Linked DNA regions of Oryctolagus cuniculus: region 2 is linked to region 1. A link is a contact called in public Hi-C data. All regions are on one chromosome and are shown on one strand. The core of a region is the stretch at or near the end of the contact, and the rest is flanking DNA. Distances in the headings are between cores, read along the strand shown.

What was found. A called contact is a pair of places that touch in the nucleus more often than the background predicts.
Region 2: a Hi-C map of an unstated tissue shows a contact between it and region 1, with 2.3 times the contacts expected there. The contact joins two enhancer-like sites. A contact is called at or near these places in 2 of 6 Hi-C or Micro-C datasets (ear pinna and an unstated tissue).

What each region holds. Positions count from the first base shown.
Region 1 is chr1:10,287,594-10,293,941 of mOryCun1.1, reverse strand. FADS3 (fatty acid desaturase 3) reads right to left here. Exons shown (of 12, transcript XM_070069679.1): 4 at 5,633-5,734; 5 at 5,381-5,503; 6 at 5,079-5,139; 7 at 4,634-4,710; 8 at 3,027-3,124; 9 at 2,515-2,611; 10 at 2,314-2,393; 11 at 2,014-2,139; 12 at 663-1,021. The coding sequence ends at 970. Among named protein-coding and RNA genes, the nearest start is that of FADS3, 13 kb to the right of the region's middle. Within about 2 kb of position 2,306, at least 1 of the 8 cell types and tissues checked has an H3K27ac peak or open chromatin away from gene starts, as enhancers often do.
Region 2 is chr1:10,428,086-10,434,192 of mOryCun1.1, reverse strand. FADS1 (fatty acid desaturase 1) reads right to left here. Exons shown (of 12, transcript XM_008274405.4): 6 at 3,473-3,533; 7 at 2,049-2,125; 8 at 1,140-1,237; 9 at 914-1,010; 10 at 604-683; 11 at 364-489; 12 at 1-106. The coding sequence ends at 55. Among named protein-coding and RNA genes, the nearest start is that of FADS1, 9.2 kb to the right of the region's middle. Within about 2 kb of position 3,427, at least 2 of the 8 cell types and tissues checked have an H3K27ac peak or open chromatin away from gene starts, as enhancers often do.

The DNA.
Region 1 (6,348 bases), core at 1,057-3,556:
AAGCAACTCAGAGTGCCTCCCCAGTTCTCCAAACCCCAGGGCACAGTCCAACTGCACGCACATCCAGAGGAGGCTGAGGCCGGGAGAAGGGCACTGTTCCTGCCCAAGGATGCTGGCCAGCTGGGGCAGGTCCCAGCCTCCAGGCACGGAGGGACGGAACAGCCACCCCTGGTGGGGGGGTCCACTTATCTACTGCGGCAACTGCAGACAGACAAGCACCTGGCGCAGGTGGGCATGGGGAGAGATGGGAGCCTCCTCTTGTGGGCTACCCGTGTGATGCTGGGCGTGGCACCGAGGTGGGCTGGTGCCCTCGGAGGCCCCCATTGCAGAGGGCTGCCGAGGACGCTGGTGCCTGTCCAGAGACAGCGGCTTGCCCGTCCCATGCACTGGAGGTTCCCGCAGGGGTGGCCCTTGTCCCTGGCCCACCAAGCAGAGGGGGTCTGTGAGGCCAGCTTGCCAGGGAGTAACCGGGCCCTCAGGAGGACCCGGGCAGGGGCAGCTGCCCGCTGCCCACCCACAGCCCCCAGTGAGGGTGGGAGAGCTCCCCAGCCACACACCCCCCCAACCTCCACACACCCTCATGGCCCTGAGCCCCAACGCCTCTGGGGAGGCCAGGGCAGGCTCCAGCTCCCAAATGCATGCAAAGTCAATACACTCCTCTGTCACATCTCTGGCTTTGTTTTTATAGAAAAATAACAGTTTTCCCCCAATTCTTGCTCTAGGAAAACATGCCATGCTCACCCCCCCTCCCTGCCCCCGGTCCTGCTGGGCCCCTGAGCCCTGGCCTGGCCGTGGGGAGGCGGAGCAGACAGGTGAGGAGGGGCCGAGGGGAAGACAGCAGAGACAGGAGTGCTGGCAGGGCACCCGCAGCTGGGGTCAGGTGGGACGGGGCTGTCGTTCTGCCCACCGGCCTGGCGGCTGCTGGGGCCCTGGGCCCTTACCCCTTCTCTGCCCACCTGGGCGCTGCCTTCACTGGTGGAGGTAGGCGTCCAGCCAGATGTCGCCAGACTTCTTCAGGGACCTGGGAGGCGGGTAGGTGTTAGGAGACCAGCACTCCTCCTGCAGCCCCGTGATGAGCATGTGGCGACACCTCCAGCCCCTGTGCAGCTGGGGTGTGGATGGGAGAGGCGGCCAGGTGCTCATTGGCCATGGTGGACCCCCAAACTGGGGGGTCGGGATAAGGAGAGAAGTGTCGGGGGGCAGCCAAGGCCAAGTCCAGGCCTGAGCCTGGGTGAACCTGCCCATCTTTCACTCAGTTCTCCCCACTGCCCCCTCCCACACACTGGGCCCTGCGACCCAGGGAACACGGAATCTGCCCACCAGGAGCTCATTCAGGCAGAGAAACCACAAATATCCATCACCGCCTGGCGCTCTAACAGGACAGTGCCTGCGGCAGGGGCACAGACATCAGGCCGGCAAGGATGGTAAAACCGCAGCGGGAGTTTGAGCATAAACTCTGCAGAAAGGCAGCCAAGGGAAGGGGCCATGCAAAGGCACGGAGCTGCAAGATCCAGAATCCGACCTGTCTCCCACTCAGAGCATCTCCCAGAAATGCCAGCCAGGCAGTCCCTGTCCTGCCTCAGGGCCTTGGCACTGCTCTGTCCTCTACCAGGTGCCCCCACGGCCAGCCTCTCTCCTCCTGCCCGTCTCTGCTCACATGTCAGATTCTGGGTCCCACCCAGCCCGCCACTCTCTCAGCCAGGGCACCCCTCATCTGCCCCCCACTCTTAGGGTTTTTACTGTTACCTGTAAACCCTTCTCAGATTTTCTGTAAGTTCCTTCTTTTTTTTTTTTAACTGCTTGTTTTCTGGTCCCCTGCTGGAATCTCAGCGGACCCTGACCTGCACTCCCTGTTGTGTCTGTCAGAGCTCCCTGCGTTCTCACTGTGCAGACAGGTGCTGGGGGAGGGGGCGTGGCGGCTGAGGGCGGACCAGCAGCCCGCCCAGGAGGGCCGCAAATGCCAGCTCTTAGCCAGGGACCCCTGTGGGCGCCGGGAGCCGGGCGCAGCCTTACCCGACAATGTCCACCAGGGCGGTGAGGAAGGGCTTCACCTCGTAATTGAGGCCGTGCTTGGCACACAGCGCCTTCACCAGCGGGGCCACCCTGCGGTAGTTGTGCCTTGGCATGGTGGGGAAGAGGCTGGGGAGAGGGCGGGCGGGCAGCTGAGAAGGAGACCCGGCCCCCACGCCACCTCCCCCAGGACTCTCCATGACAAAGGGGCTCTGGGTCCGGCCCCTGGCCCCCGGGACGCAGCCCCCACTCACTGGGGCTCTGGGTCCGGCCCCTGGCCCCCGGGGCGCAGCCCCCACTCACTGGTGCTCGATCTGAAAGTTGAGGTGTCCGCTGAACCAGTCATTGAAGGGTGAGGGCTCCACGTTGCAGGTGGCCGCCAGCTGCCAGGGCCAGGCGGGGTACAGATGAGGGAGGCTGGCCTGAAGCCCTGACCCCACGGCACCCCCAGAACGGCCCCCCACTGGAACACCACCACCAGGATGCCCTCCCCCTGCCACCCACCTGAGAGCTGGCCCAGTCCCGGTGCTTCTCGTGGCCAATCTCCTTGGGGATGTGGTTCATCTGTGTGATCCACACGAACCAGTGGCTCTCTAGGACCCTGTAGGGGAGGCTCAGGCACTGCCCCATGTCCAGCTCACCATGCAGGCACTGCCAGTGAGGCTGGAGTGTGGGTGTCCCCCAAAGCGGGCCTCAGCTTCCACACGTGCACAATGGGACTGCGGAGTTACTCCCTCCCTGGGGTTTAAAGAAGCTGAACGGAGCAGTGTCCACTGTGAGACTGAGCCCAGCGCAGCCCAGCTCACGGGGGTAGCACCACCTGCGAGCCAGGCTGCTTTCCCCAGGTCCACCAACCCCAGGGTCCTGCCACGCCCCATGCCCCTGGCTGACTGATCATCCCCACAGCCCCGGGAGGCAGAAGGGGAGATGGAGACTCATTGGGGAGGGCTGTGGTCAGGGCACCCACTGCCAGTGTGATCCCCCCCACTTTCCGTCCCCCCCAATTCTGGCCATACCTGACAGCGACAAAGAGGAGCAGTGCCCCAGGAACGCCATAGAAGGGGGCATAGGACAATAAGAAGCGGGAGTAGAAGCTGGCAGCCCAGAGCAGGTCCTGCAGAGGCACAGGCAATGCTGAGTGGCCCCAGGTAGCCAGGATCCTGGGGCTAGGGAGGCAGGAGGGAAGCTGGGACCATCCACCCTCCCCTGCCTCCCCTGCCTCAGAGCCTGGGACAGCCTCCTGCCCCTCGCCGGGCAACAGGACAGGGTCCCTGCTCTGCTAGCTCACGGGCTGACAATGGAGGTCATCAGGCTGTGCAGAGTGTGCACGTGGTGGTGGTGGGGAACATAGCTGCCTGGCAGAGGTGGCCCAGCAATGTCCCCAGAGAAAATACCATCACCAAGAGACCTACGGCATGACCCTGTGGGCCCGCCTTCTGCACAGGCACACCTGCCCTCCCCTGCACACACACCATGTGCACACCTGCCCTCCCCTGCACACACACCATGTGCACACCTGCCCTTCCCTGCACACACATCATGTACACACCGGACCTCCCCTGCACACACAGCCATGTGCACACCTGCCCTGTCCTGCACACACACCATGTGCACACCTGCCCTGTCCTGCACACACACCATGTGCACACCTGCCCCCCCCTGTGCACACACCATGTGCACACCTGCCCTCCCCTGCACACACACCATGTGCACACCTGCCCTCCCCTGCACACACACCATGTGCACACCTGCCCTCCCCTGCACACACACCATGTGCACACCTGCCCTGTCCTGCACACACACCATGTGCACACCTGCCCTATCCTGCACACACACCATGTGCACACCTGCCCCCCCCTGTGCACACACCATGTGCACACCTGCCCTCCCCTGCACACACACCATGTGCACACCTGCCCTCCCCTGCACACACACCATGTGCACACCTGCCCTGTCCTGCACACACACCATGTGCACACCTGCCCTGTCCTGCACACACCCCATGTGCACACCTGCCCTATCCTGCACACACACCATGTGACACCTGCCCTGTCCTGCACACACCGCCATGTGCACACCTGCCCTGTCCTGCACACACACCATGTGACACCTGCCCTGTCCTGCACACACACCATGTGCACCCCTGCCCTGTCCTGCACACACACCATGTGCACACCTGCCCTCCCCTGCACACACACCATGTGCACACCTGCCTTCCCCTGCACACACACCATGTGCACACCTGCCCTCCCCTGCACACACACCATGTGCACACCTGCCCTCCCCCTGTGCACACACACCATGTGCACACCTGCCCTCCCCCTGTGCACACACACCATGTGCACACCTGCCTTCCCCTGCACACAGGCATGCACACACCTGCCCTCCCTGCACACACACCATGTGCACACCTGCCCTGTCCTGCACACACAGCCATGTGCACACCTGCCCTCCCCTGCGCACACACACCATGTGCACACCTGCCCTCTCTGCACACACACCATGTTACACCTGCCCTCCCTGCACACACATCATGTGCACCCCTATGTGCGAGTCATGCTCCCACACTCCACCTCCTGCCATCCCAGCTGCACGCCTGGGGTCCCCAGCATCCCCCACTCACCGACCACTGCATGCACACCAGCATGTACGCCAGATTCTCCACCTCGAAGTTCACCAGGGTGAGCAGCGGAGGCCCAACTGCAAGGGGGGCAGCAGAGTGCAGGAGCAGGGCTGGGGCGCCCAAGCCAGGTGGGCATCCCAGTTGCTTCTGCTTCAGGTCGAGGTCAGCCTCACCCTGTCCCCCCTGACAAGCGCCCGCACGCTCCAGGGCTCTAGGCTGCCCTGGTGTGAGGGCAGGAGAGATGCTGATGGGGCCTGGGAAAGCTCGGGAAGGGCAGTCAATGCGCTTGGCCGAGACTCCCCAGGTGGGGCAATGGCTAGGACAAAGGCCTGGCGTGTGATGGGGGTTAACCAGCATGGCCCTGCCCCTGGTGGTGGGGAGGACAGTGTGGACTCAGGCGTGGCCCCGCCATGCCCCACCCCCAGGGAGACCGAGGGACACTCACTTAGGAAGAAGTACAGGTGCTGGTGGTTGTAGGGCAGGTATCTGCGCTTCTTCTTGCCGTACTGTGGAGACAGGCAGTGGCTGGGAGGAGCAGCTTGCCTGGCCCTCCTTCTCCCAGGCAAGGTCAGGGGGCTGGCTGGGGCCAAGGGTCAAAGGCAAGTCTAGATTCTAGCACCTGGGCCCCTGGTGGCTGCTGGCTGGAGTGCGGGAGTCGGGGGGGCTGGGTGTTGGTGAGGACCCCCTCCAGACCAGTCCCGTCGGCTGCAGGCCAGGCCGAGGGCATCCACGTCCCTCCCCACCCACCTCAACAGACGACTCTCCCAGGAGGAAGACGGGTGCCACGGTCACATCCGGGTCTTTGTGGAAGATGTTGGGCTTGGCGTGGTGCTGGAAGTGGCGGAAGTTCCACCAGTGGGCAGAGAAGCCCTGAGCGGGAGGGGCAGGGCTGTCAGGGGAAGGGCTGGCCGAGCCCCCACTCTGCGCCCACAGACAGGGGCAGGGCCGGCGCAGCACCCCAGCTCGGCACCTGGCGGCCCATCGCGGCCCCGCCCTCACCTTCAGCTGCCCCATCACGAACTGCTGGGCCACGTGGTTCCAGCGCGACTTCCTGAAGATGGAGGCATGGCCCAGGTCGTGCTGCAGACACCAGCACTGAGCCTGGGGACAGAGGCAGGGTCAGCCACCCCAGGGCCTGGCTCTGGGCAGAGGAGACCGTCAGAGGCCTTGGGTCCCAGCCCTGGGGCCCCTCAAGGACCCTTACAGCTCCTAGATACCCCCAACACCAAAGCTCCCTTTCCAGACCCCCACAGACGGCAGCAGTCGAGTTTCAGGGAGATGGGGGAGTTTTCAAGTATTGGGGTTCAGAAAACAAAACCACAAGGTAGGGCCAGCGCTGTGGCACAGTGGGTAAAGCCACTGCCTGCAGTGCTGGATCCCACGTGGGAGTGCCAGTTCGAGTCCCCAACTGCTCTGCTTCTGACCCAGCTCCCTGCTAATGCACCTGGGGAGGCAGAAGACGGTTCAAGTGCTTGGAACCCTGCCACCCACGTGGGAGACCTGGGGGTAGTTCCTGGCTCCTCGTTTTGGCCTGACTCAGCCCTAACTGTTACGGCCACTTGGGGAGTGAACCAACGGATGGAAGATCTCTTTCTGTGTCTCTTCTCTCTGTCACTCTGCCTTTCAAATATGTAACTAAACCTTTTTTAGAAAGAACAAGGGGCCAGTGCCGTGGCACAGTAGGTTAATCCTCCAATATCCCATATGGGTGCCGG
Region 2 (6,107 bases), core at 2,178-4,677, 140 kb before region 1:
GCATTGGCTCCAGGGTCCTCCTCTTTTCTTCCCGACGGGAGGGGGAGCTGGTGTTTATTGGTGAAGATAGGCGTCCAGCCAGAGCTGCCCCGACTCCTTCAGAGAGCTGCAGGACAGAAGAGGGGCAGATGGTGAGGGAGGCAGCCGGTGCAGGAGTGACGGCGCTGCAGCCCTGGGCTTCAAGACCTTTGTCCTTTTATAGTGGCTTTCCTCCCCCTCCACTTCTTGAAAAGGTAGCTTGGGCCATGGTCACCTCCACTCCAGACTGGGAAACCTTTATGTTTCCCACATACGCTTGTCACCTTTCTCCTCGCCCTACCCTTTCCCCCACTTACAGTGCCCTTCTTGGGCCCAGATACTCACTGGACAATGTCGGCAAAGGCTGAGAGCAGGGGCTTGGACTGGTACTCTATGCCGTGCTTGGCACACAAGGACTGCACCAGGGGCGCCACTTTGTGGTAGTTGTGCCGGGGCATCGTGGGGAAGAGACTCGAGAGAGAAGAGGACAGTCGGTGGCTCCTGCTGTCCCGCCTGCTCCTTGCCCACCTCACTTGACACCCCCCCACGCCCCTGGGATCTGGCCTCCCCAGCCATCCCACTCACTGGTGCTCGATCTGGAAGTTGAGGTGCCCACTGAACCAGTCGTTGAAGAAGGACTTGTGGACGTTGCACGTGGCCTGGAGCTGGAGGTCAGAGAAGAGCATGTCCCTGAGCCAGCCCAGCCTCCTCCAAGTACAGGGTGTGGGGTCATCCCTAGTCATTCCCTTCACGTGGCGGCAGGAGACAAGCCTCAAGCTGATGAGGCAATGCTGTTTGGGGGCCTTTTTTTTTTTTAAAAAATATATATCACTACCTCTTCCATCTTTTTCATTAGTTGTGTCATGCTGGGATCTTCCAGGCAACCGTGCCTTACCTGGGTGGAAACCCAGTCCTTGTTCTGGTCATGATCAATGTGCATGGGGATGTGGTTCATCTGTGTCACCCACACAAACCAGTTGCTCTCCAGGAACCTGTTGTCCAAAGCACACACACCAAAAGAGTACAGGCAGAGCCCAGGGCTCTCATTCCCCGTCTACCCTCCACACCAACTCCCAAACCCCTGCTGCTGCCCCCAGGCCCACACCCCCACCGAATTCTACCTGACAATGAGGAAAAGGCCCAGGAAGCCTTTCAGCCCCAACAGCGGCACGTATGTGAGGAAGATGCGGACGTAGAAGGTGACCATCCAGGCCAAGTCCTGCAGCGGCAAAGGCGGAGGGCACAACTGCCACAAAGCAGCTCTTACCTTTCACTGCGCCTGTTTCTGCACCTGGCACAGTCCTGCAGGTACCCGACTGCAACACTCAGCTGCCCCGCCCTGTGATACCCAGTGCCCCTGTCCCTTTCTACTACCCCTGGCCCTCGTGGCCTCTCACCTTTATAAGGAACAAGACCCATCCGGGGCCTCCCCACCTCCAGCTCCTCCCCAACCCATCTAAACCCTGCTTGCTGCCACATGCTCAGGACCACGGCTCAGCCCAACCAAATCTCTAAACCCTCTTCGTACACCGAACCAAGCACCATACTCTTGCCCTGACACACAATGTGTCTGGTGGCCTGTTTTACCCCTTACTTCCTAGCCTCTCCGCTCACTTCATCCTCCCCCTCCCCAACCTCTCTCTGCCTGTCCTCCAAGGCCAGCTAGAAAAGCAATTTCAAAACGGCAGCCACAGGGCCCTTTTGGGATCCCCACAACCTGTTGCCCGTACCTCTTAAGGGATCAACCACGGTCAGCTTCATCAAGTTTGCTGAGAGTGGGTTCATCTCCCTCTTCCCTGGCTTCATGCCCAGCACAAGAGCCTCAGGAAACACTGGCTGTAGGCAACCAGGGACTAAGGCCAGGCTGCCTGCTGAGCCCTGTCACTCCGCCCTACCCAGAGATAAGGATCTACACCTGGTTCCATTGCTCTGCTCTAAATTAGGCCTGGAGTCAGTCTCCGCTTCCCTTGGGAGATCCCTTCCCCTCCCCAGACAACTGGATGTGTAACTCTGGGGCCAAGGGTACTCACCACCCACTTCTTCCGCTGGAAAACAAAATAGAAAATATACCACTGGAAGTAGAGAGGCAGCAAGGCTGGGGGCCCAACTGGGAGAGAGACAGAGACAGGAGGCATGAGCAGTGGCAGTGAGTGGTGGGGAGACAGCTTCTGGTAGGGGGTACCTCCTCTGCCATCCCCTCCTGTGGCCCCTCCAACTGCCTCAGCACCCTGCAAGCCCCTGACACCAGCAGGCAGTGAAGGTGGCTGTGGGTGTCAGCCTGGGGATGCCAGGGAGGGCAAGGGGTGGGAGTGACATTCTTCTCCAGGGAAGAGGGCAGCGGGGGAATGTGCTCTGCTCCCGTGCCTTGAAAAGGGCACTTCCGGGTGTTGCACTGGACACGCTGTATCCTGCCCCAGGCCTTCCTCTTGGCCCCCAGCCTGCCCCTCCTGTCATCTGCCCTGTGTTCCTGGCTGCTCCACCATGCAGGTGCAGAAACGGGGGCAGGAAGGTGTGTGTTCAGCAGGATCCTAGGGACCCTTCACAGGCTGAGCCCACCTCCTTGGACGTGGGGTGGGGGGAGGGTGTGGGCCTGTGCAACCCCAACCTCAAGCCCTAGAGGTCGGCTGTAAGAAGGAACAGAGGGACTTTTCAAAGAAAACTATGAACTGAAGAAGTGGATTCCATTTCCTTCTCTTATCCTTTCTCTGCAGTACCTTGCGGTTACCTGTGACCTCCTGCAGAGCCTACCGTGGCTCCTCTATCTCCAGGCCCAGGACTCTAAAATTCCTTCTTCAGGAAGTCTGCTCCGCCCTCCCGTCCTGTCCACCTTTCTTTAGAAGGGGTAGTTGGGAAGAGGCAGTTACGATAAACTTCAAACCAAAGTGGATCACAGGACTTCCTCCCTCCCTGCCTTTAGCGATTTGAAATTTTACGGAGTTTAAAGCTCCACATTGAAGCATTAGGGGAAGACTTTTAAAGCAGTCTTCAGAAAGTGTATAAGACAGCCAAGGGACATCTGGCTTCAGCAGCTCCTTCACTGCCTCCTCAGGCCTCCCGCCCACAGCTGTTTGTACTCTCGTTCTCCCAGGGGGCTGAACTGGGCCCGCCAGGTCACTCTGACCCAGATCTCCGAAGCTGAAGACGAAAGCTTAATTAGGAAAGCCCCACCTGACCAGGCAGATTCTGAGTCAATTAAAAGGCGTTGACACTGGGGTTGCGGGAGCTGGTCTGCCACAATCTCAAGGCCTTTTAATTCAACATTAGCCTAATGGTCAGCTTTGCTCAGCAGCGATGGCAAACTGTGCCCATACAGTGAGGAACCAAGTCTGGGGGCAGAGTCCTTTCTCTGCACTTTGCCCGAGAATACCACAGTCCCTTGGAAGAGTGGCTTCCGCCTCACACCCCTTCAGCACCCCCCCGTGCAGCAACTCCTGGGTTGGTTCCAGACACTCACTCAGGAAGAAGTACTTGTGCTGATGGTTGTATGGCATGTACTTTTTCTTCTGTTTCCCAAGCTGTGAAAAGAGCAAGCAAGTCAGCATTAATAGCTGCCTCTTCCCCCTTACGACCTTGGCTTCTCCCTGCTCAGAAGTTTAGGCCTACTGCAGGAGCTATAAGCTTAGAAGTGCTACTGGAAGCTCCTAGCAGGCCCAGCCTTACTTCCAGCACAGGGAACACGAAGCCATGGGCTGCATCTGTGGAATCTGCCAAGGCCTGTAGCTCAGTGGTCCACGTCCAGAAGAGGCTGTGCACAACACAGAGTCTCCAAGTCCTCAAGACTCCTGTGTTGCTCCAATACCTCTGTCATACGAATTCCAGGCCCAAGCCCCACTGCCGTCTTCCTTCCTCCCATGTGGTACCTTTCAGAGTCTCCATGGAAAACTATTTTCACCCCTAGACAGGAAACTACTCCCTCTATGTCCAGCCTCTAACTGCCCCAGCCCCCAAAATCTTCTGGTCTCCTGACTTCAACATGAACTTTACAAAGATCCCAGGGTTGGCGCTGTGGCACAGTGTGCTAGGCCTCCGCCTGCATCACTGGCACCCCATATGGGCGCTGGTTCAAGTCCCAGCTGGTTTTCTTTGGATGCAGCTCTCTTCTATGGCCTGGGAAAGTAGCAGAAGATGGCCCAAGTGATTGGGCCCCTGCACCCACGCAGGAGACCCAAAAGAAGCTCCTGGCTCCTGGCTTTGGATCAGCCCAGCTCCAGCTCTTCTGGCCATTTAGGCAGTGAACCAGCAGATGGAAGACCTCTCTCTCTCCCTCTCGCTGTCTGTCACTCTGCCTCCCAGATAAATAAATACATAAATCTTTAAAATAAAAATTCCTTGCCAGCTATGCTGTGCTTAGCATGTTTGTGCAAAGGATACCAAGAACAACTTCGAGATCTGAAGGTTCTGGCAAAGTTCTCCCTGGTGGTTGGTGGTTGTAAGTGTAGCTGCTGAAGAGATAAGCTGGAACTTCCAGGTCAACCGGCCAGCATAGAACCCCAGCGTGGCTCACAGAAACCTGACACTGAAGCTCTGCTGTCTCACTCCACGCCTCCTCTCCTGCATCCCCAGGGCTGAGGAGGAGCACAGAACCCACAGCAGAATGCTGGCGCATCCTCTCAGCACCCACCTGCTGTGTTCACGACTTGTTTCTAAAAAAGGAGATTGTTTACTTGAAAGGCAGGGTGACAGGGAGAGGGAAGAAACAGGGAGAACTAAGGGGAGGGAAGAAGGGAAGGAGAGGAGGTTGGCCTTCCATCTGCTGGTTCGTTCTCTAAATATCCCAGCAGCTAGGATTGGGCCAGGCCGAAGCCAGGAGCCAGGAACTCCATCCAGGTCTCTCCCATGTTGGTGGCAGGGAGCCAAGTACTTGGGCCATCAACCACTGGTACATCAGCAGGACGTAGAGACAGCCAGGACTCTAATGGCACTCTGAGAAGGCATGTGGGTGCCCCAAGCAGCAGCTTAACCCGCTGTGTCTCAATGCAGGCCCCAGGACATTTATTGAGAGCCGATCTCAAGGAAGCATTCCTTCTACATTCATGAGTTCATTCAACAACTACTGGAAATCCTACTGTGTGCCAGGCCCTATTCTGAGTACTGAAGATTCAGAGGTGAACAATACAAAGTTCCTGCCCACAGGAGCTTATAACCTGAGAAGATGAAGTTGGTAGTAAGTCCACATAGAGGTCAAGGTAATTTACAGATTAAAAACAGGAAAACATGGGCCGGCGCCGTGGCTCACTTGGTTAATCCTCCGCCTGTGGCGCCAGCATCCCATATGGGCGCCAGGTTCTAGTCCCAGCTGCTCCTCTTCCAGTCCAGCTCTCCGCTGTGGCCCGGGAGGGCCGTGGAGGATGGCCCAAGTGCTTGGACACCTGCACCCGCATGGGAGACCAGGAGGAAGCACCTGGCTCCTGGCTTCAGATTGGCGCAGTGCTGGCTGTGGCGGCCATTTGAGGAGTGAACCAACGGAAGGAAGACCTTTCTCTCTGTCTCTCTCTCTCACTGTCTAGCTCTATCTGTCAAAAAAAAAAAAAAAAAAAAAAAAAAAACACCAGGAAAACATTACAGCAAGTGATGTTTTGGTGAAGTGAAGCAGTCTAGCCTCCCTTAGATGCTGACATCTGAACTTGGACCTGAATCATGAGAAGGATCAGCAATGCAAAGATTCAGGGGAACATTCAAAGTCAAAGGAATGGCTTTACCAAGGCTCTTGTGATGTTCAAGACCAGGAAAACCAGACAGGGGCCAGAAAGTATATGATCTTAGGAAGTCCCAGTGAGGCCTCACTAAGGAGTCTGGGTTTTAGTTCAATGGCAATGAGAAGTCACTGGAAGGCTTTCTATGCTTTGTGCTTTAGAAGGCTCCCTCTGGCTGGAGATGTGGAGAATGAACTGCAGGCTGCAGGTACAGTCTTAGGGAGACCAGTGAAGATGCCAAAGCTAATTCAGACAAGATGGACCAGACCCAGTGGGGCTGGAGAAGCTGACAGACCTGAGATCTGTTTAGAAGGCAGTGTGAACAAGGCTTGCAGTGGTGAGTCATACCACCCTAGGCAAGACTAATGGAAAGGGAAACCTGGAAGAAGAGCACCC